Regions from separate parts of the Gasterosteus aculeatus genome. Here region 1 is linked to region 2. The links are chromatin contacts, called in public Hi-C maps. All regions are on one chromosome and are shown on one strand. Each heading gives the region's core, a stretch centred on a gene start, on an enhancer-like site or on the middle of the called end of the contact. The rest is flanking DNA. Distances are from core to core; before and after follow the strand shown.

Evidence for each region. Hi-C and Micro-C count contacts between places; a contact is called where the count stands out from the background.
Region 1: a contact with region 2 is called in a Hi-C map of liver, with 2.7 times the contacts expected there. The contact joins the promoter of LOC120812074 here to the promoter of dmxl2 in region 2. A contact is called at or near these places in 5 of 6 Hi-C or Micro-C datasets (liver, skeletal muscle, tail fin and 1 more).

Annotation. Positions count from the first base shown.
Region 1 is chr12:19,919,546-19,923,027 of fGasAcu3.hap1.1, forward strand. It overlaps LOC120812074 (RING finger protein 148), which reads right to left and starts at 1,781. Exons shown (of 1, transcript XM_040167886.2): 1 at 1-1,781. The coding sequence starts at 1,424. The coding sequence ends at 336.
Region 2 is chr12:19,698,558-19,701,971 of fGasAcu3.hap1.1, forward strand. It overlaps dmxl2 (Dmx-like 2), which reads right to left and starts at 2,085. Exons shown (of 53, transcript XM_078085566.1): 1 at 1,683-2,085. The coding sequence starts at 1,769.

The DNA of each region.
Region 1 (3,482 bases), core at 531-3,030, 220 kb after region 2:
ACTGCACTCGCCTGACCAGTGCTCAGCTGTTGTGCCCACTATGCAAAGCAGACATGTGACACTGGCATTCCCCCACGAAATTCTCAGTTGTTGTTTTTTATGAACACACCCCATAAGTACACACCTGCACCAAGACAGAGGACAGGTAGTGCTATCCAAGCTAATTACACAACGTCCATTAAAAATAAAAATATCCGTGGAATTTTTTTGTATAATATATTTCAGCTCAAATCTCCTGTTGCAACAAAGACAGATTCCATTGTGCTGGTTCAGCGTATCCCAGAGAAATACCCATTTGTCCTGGTCTGTTGGTGTTCTGTTCCCATTGCGGTCGTTCATCTTCTCCCAGCCGCCGAGTCCTCCTCGAAGGCCCTGTTGTCATAGTGATGCTGAAGGCTGTCCGGGTCGGGGCCTGGCCGGTCTGCCAGTGGGACCTCGTACATGGGTTCTCCTCCTGCCACCGTGATCACAGTGACCTCTGGTGGTGACTCGGCAGAAAGGCTCCCTTTTGTTTCCTCGTCAACCCCCAGGGCCTTCAGGATGTCGCACTTACACATGGGGCAGGTCCTCCTCTCCAGCAGCCAGGGCTCGATGCAGGCTTTGTGGAAGATGTGGTCGCACGTCAGCACCGTCACCACATCCCCTGCCTTGTAGGACTCGATGCACACGGCGCACACGTGAGAGTCGGAGGCCGTTTCCTCGTCCGACGCCTTGAGTTTGCGCACCTGCAGGCGGCCGATCGCCCGCTTGGCCTCCGACTTCAGCCTCCTGTCGGCGCGCCTGTGCGCGTTCAGACTGTAGAGCCGGTTGGCGGAGATGAACACAAAGTAGGCGATGGAGGCGGCCGTCACGATGAAGAAGGCGATGGAGAGAAAGTAAAGCCAGTACGTGTCCATCCAGGGTCCGTGAGGGCTGCCTACATCGATCTGCATCATCACCTCTGTCCCGTTGCTCACCAAACGCACAATCTCCAGGCCCTGCGAATTGCCAACCATGATGGCCACAATGTCGGCGGCGTCCCAGTGCCCCATGTGAGTGGTGCTGTTGCCGCTGCCGTCCGTGTTATACACGACCACGGCGTCCGCGCCTTGGCGTTTGGCGGCGTTGATCTTCTCGCTGAAGGTGCAGTTGCCCCTTTTAACCAGGGCTATCCAGGGCGGGTTGCTGGAATTGCGATTGTAGACGGTACCTGAGCTGCAGCCCATGGGGTCTCCCTTGGGAAGGGTGACAACGCCCTCGGCTTTCACCAGGAGAGAGTTGCGACCGTACACGCCGCACTGGCAGTACTTGTCCACGGTCCCGTTCTTTCCGTCAGAGTAGGTCAGCTCCACCACGGCCGTCCAAAACAAAAAGGAAGCCGAACAGCGAGCGAGCCCTGACAGACACAGCAAAAGCAGCAGGGAGCGTTGAGTCTTCTTACCCATGGTAACGCTCGTCTGAAAAACAACACGTAAGCCCTTTGTTAGCTTCTTCAAAAACTTCAGCTTCGTTGGTCCCAGTTCCTGGTTTGTGCGAAAGGGACGGCGGTCTGAAGGAGTCTCTGGTTTCACCCGAGCCGCGGTCGCCTGTAATCTGATATGAGCCTTTGGTAACACAACACAAGCTATGCGTCAGCCACTCACCTCTCGTTATCTCCCTGAACCTTGAACACTGAGCACTCCCCTTAGAGGGCAGGGTGCTGGTATTCAGCGAGTGGAAGTGCACGAAACACACCGACCTAAAACACACCAACCTGCACTGTTTTCAAGCAAGAAAGCAAGACGCGATAAGCAGATGATAAGATTTCGTGGACAATCCTGTAAAAACTAATAAAAGTTGCTAACTCTCCCTTGTGTAATGATGAGCAAAGCAGCTTAACCAGTTTTGCTGGATTTGCTTGTTTCGTTCCCCTATTTCTGTGCAGGAGGTTTGAAAACTAAACTTACAAGTTTCACCCCTCTATCTTGTGAGGGTTAATTTTGCGAGACTGACAGTTTGTTTTCACCACACATTTTTAACAAATACAACATAGACACATTATAAACATGCCCTTTAAACTACTTTAAAATGGCACATGTGTTTAGATACCTTAAAGCACTTAAAAAGATTTATTCCATGCAGCTAACACTCTAGTTAACTGGGAGGAAGACGGTATTGCAGAGTTTCCATTATATCTTCTTTCAATTCAAAGCGCACACAAACACACACAAGCAGAGGCTTCCAATGACAAATGAGATGGGGGAGGGTTCAGGCCAAGCTGCTGTTCTACCATAGGTTTTCCACACACACACACACACACACACACACACACACACACACACACACACACACACACACACACACTGGAGTGTTTTTCTTGGAATGTGCCATTAAATCTGTGATGCGGTATTTATTCTCGGTATGACTGCAGTTCTTGATAATGTCAACAACGCTCCTGCTATGACCCCTAAATTCTTAAAAACTGAAATGATTACTTAGACACAGTGGAAAGTAAAGGATGATGTCAGCTCCATTAGTACCATATCAACTGCGGAAGAAATAATATTTGTTTTTCCGTTTGGTGCCGTTTTAGGAATCACATCTTTAAGAAATCCTCTAATATACATTCAGTGACACGTTCTGCTTCGATGCTGCCATCTGCTGGTCAGTAACTGGAACACTCACAAATAATCACAGGCCACAATGACAGCTGATATAGTGCGTGATATACTGTAAGTGTATGTTGCGACTGTCTTGTCCAAAATATTTATGTGATTTGAGTAATATTCCATGGAATAGGAAAGGTTTGGTGATATAAATAGACCCACATATAACGATTAACATCAAATAAATGTATATTCAGAGTGCATAGGTTATGTGGTAAATATGTAAAATACTGAACATACAAGACATTATTAAATAGATAATCGTATGAATGAATACAGACAAATATACAGTATATTTGACAAAGAATGTAAAATAATAAGATTTCATTTTTTTGTCTACAGTAATTAAGTTCTCCCCTCAGTGAAAAGTGGCAGTATAAAATAAAATGTTAATGGGGGGAAAGGCTGTGTAAATAAATGGTAGAACTTCTAGTACTACTAATACTACTTTGAAACTCCAGGAACGAAATAATGGAATAAACTCAGTTATTGTGAAAATAGAACAGCATAATTAAATTAATTTTCGGTAATTTTCGATGATTTCTAAAAATCTTACGTAACATCGCAGTTGTATTAGATTCTGATGTCAAAATCTATATAATTATTGATTTCATTATTCCATTTATTTCAACATTTCAGATCTCATTAACATCTCGGATGATCACATACATTCATTAGTTGTTAAAAGTAGTCAAACTTCAAAGTGACTTAAGAATAGTGTGTTTAAAAAGAAACCAACAAACCCGATCCGATTACACCACAAAGGAATCCCATTCACTCAATGTTTACAGTCAAAGTCATCCATCATAACAAAATACCCATATGCAGCCCAACGGGGTTATTCAGTGATGGCCATTC
Region 2 (3,414 bases), core at 835-3,334:
TCTCTCTCCAAAAGAACTTAAAAGAAGGAACGGCTGCACTATATTCTGCGGAGCACAGGGATTTGGTGAGGGTGTCTGTATTTGAGAAAAGACTGTGGTAATTAATAGAGGATTCAGCCATTTCATTCACATTACCGTTGAGATGAACTTGGATTATAAGTACTGAATGAATCTGGTCCTTGTGAATAATAATGATTGACAGCTGCAACCTACAGTCAAGGCAGACTACATAACTGTTTCCATATTCAACCAGTCTTAAACTTAAAACCAAAAATCCTAAGCTTCTGATAATAGTAATATTATAGTGAACCTATTTCTGTTTTACGTAGTTATGGATTTTGAGGGGCTTGCTTTATTATGAATGTGTTATGATGTTAAGAACAATCATCCAGCTGTCTATATACTCATCATCATTCATCCTCTACTCTCACTACAAGAGTTGACTAAGGATGCTACAGTTTTGGTTTCTACTACACTCAACGCTGGTATTTTAAATCAACTGAGCTATAAGAAAAAACATTGTTAGGTTGTTCACAATTGTGCACCTTTTTTTTCAAATTTGCCATCGCAAAAGATGATAACATATTTTAAAGGTTTTCTTCCCCTTGTCTCACTGCTGAGGTTGCCATAAAATCACTAAGAATATGTCTTCCCCAAAGAAGTCAATAAAGCCCAGTCACAGGATTTGGTTCAAAGGTAGAAGGTGTCCGATCAGCATACAAATGACCTATGACGTAAGCTGCCGAAGGTCCAACAAACAGCGGTGATAAAACCAAAAAAAATACCGGTGTACTCTAAAGACACCCGGGAGTCAAAAAGATGACAGGCAGCACCGCGTTTTAGATTTTACGTTACCTTCGCCACCAAAACACGCCGAGCCATTCGTACCTCCGGCTCACGTGTCCATATATGGCCCTCTACGTCACGGCTGATGCCGGGATGACAGCCAGCTAATGATCCGCGAGGAGGATTTAACGTCAAACGGTAGCGAGCTTTAAGCTAGTCGTGACAACCAGACCAAAAAAAACCCCGCAGCTTTCTTTTATTCGTTTTTTATTTAACTCATCATTTCACGTTGTAACTGCACGCCAGTGTTGTCAAACCACCAGTCACCCCCATCTCCCACCTTCCTCCCCGAAATGTGGACTGCGAAATTTCCTCGGACACGCGTCCCATTGCGTGCGTTCGCCGATAGCGTCGGGGCCGCGCAGAGGGATTCCCTCGCAGTAATTCTAATAATGCAACCGAGTCACAGCTAAAGGTCATTCGAGCGGCTACCGGTAACTGAACTGTCTGGGAGCGATAAATAGCACAACGTCACCCGCTAAACGAACGCACCCAACGTCAGATACCACAGGTGACCGCCCGCTGGAGGACGTTATAGCTCGTCGACGTCTGACTGACTGTCAACATAAATGAGAGGCGGCAGTTTGGAGGAGAGAGGGGGGGGGAGAGAGGGGAGAGAAGAGAGAGAGGGGGGTGTTGTTTGTGGATCGGTCGGTGCGGCAGCTCTGCTAGCACACCGCCCGGCTAGCACCCCAGCCCCCGTTCAAAGCCGATGTGACGTTAGCTAGTTAGCTTCGCTAAGCATCCAGCTAGCTAGCTGTCAGCCGTTAGCTTCTTTGGGAGGAGGGGGGGGGGCGGTGTCATCCTGAGCGAATAATATCAAAATAAAACCTCACCGTGAAAGGAATGTCGTTTACGCTCCCCACCGAGTAGCAGCAGTCTCCGGGGTTCACAGCTCCCGTCAGCACCTGATGCAGATGCATCTTCCTTTTTTTAAATTATAGCAGCAGATGTTATTCTTTTTAATAATTAATAACCAGTCCACCCTTTCGGTTTCTCCATCTAGCAACGACCGGGAGTTCCATCAGTAAGGCTGGCGTTGTCCTCGTCCCGGCGTCTTCCTCCGCCAGCGTTCGCGTTGCGGTGAATTGTGCGCGCGATGCGTGTACATGTAATGTCTCCCGCTCCCGTCATGTATTTGAACGCATTACAACTGGCCGCCCGTCGCCTCTCGCCGTCCACACCAGTCCTCCGATTAGTCGTGAGAGCCGAGGCAGCGGGATCTCCGCAGCGAACCTGACATGCGCGTTCCCGACGATGTCCAGGCACGACTGAACGGTCATAGAAAAGCGCTGCATAGAACCTTAGTGTCGGCTTCTCGTTCCTACTTAGTGCTCCAGTCGGGTTGTTTTTTGAGTGAAAAACGCCGGTAATTAAGTTGTCCCGTATGTTTCCTCTAAATTACTTAAAAACCTACCGTATTGCTTCACCGTGGTTCTCTCTTCCTCGCTGTACAGCTGCTCTAGCACTGTATTTCTATATTCGCGGCGCACTAGTTTCGTGGAGCACCCCTCTGTCGGCTATTGGAGTTCATTGATCATAAATGTAGCGTCTGGGGTAAAAACGTTTCTCTCAGTGAAAATAAGTTATTGAATGAGGGAAAAAACTGTGAACATAAGACAGCGTTACAGTGACGCAGATAGCAGCCATACTGAACAGTAACAACAGACATATGGAGCAGGAGTGTTTTTCTTTTGTAAGATAGTGAACCTCTTCTCTTTCTCTTCAAGTCTAACAATGCCAAATGGATATTTTTTTGACGCATAGCAGTGCATGTGCAAAACGATATCTGTTTACCATTCTGAACCTGCACATAGTTAAAATGAAACAATTTACTACATTGTTATCCCAGCTTCTGATGTAATGCATTACACCGTAATGATGTGATGAACAATTTGAGGTCGTCACCGTGGTTTTTTTTAATGCCGAAGTAGCTGGCGTCACAACCATGACATACAATATTATGTCGTTGTTACTGTCTCTTTAATGTCTCTATATTTATGAAGGGAGGACTGACGGGGATCCATGGTGGTGATACACAATCAACCATCGTGGCCTTGTCCTGGATATTTAGGCCTCGCTGACATCATCATGCGAGGCCTGCCTGCCAGCCACCGTGACACACAGGACAACAGAACAGAAATTTCTGGATGTGGTAGCCCAAAGAGGATGTGACATGTACGCATAAAGAGTGTCGGAAAGAATGATGGGGCACACTCATCCTGTAGCGCTTGTATTGCTGTGGCCATTTAGCATTTGGTGACATTTTTGATCTGTGTCAGACTTTACAGCTGTTCTTGGCCTCATGACTGATGCTCAGTAATAACTACTCGCTGTGCTCTTTTAGAAAGGGGAAATGAAATGGACGGACTGGAGATAGCTCAAGATGTTAATCAATCAATTAATCTTTATTTCAGACTCAGGGTCCACATCATGACGAGACAATAATAAAAATACATACAGAACAAAACAAAAAAAACGCACAGGGCTTTGGCCTTACTTGGAGACAGCTGTGCCAATGTCTCCACATGGGACAAGTTGCGTGTACTAAAGCCTTACGTCTGTCAA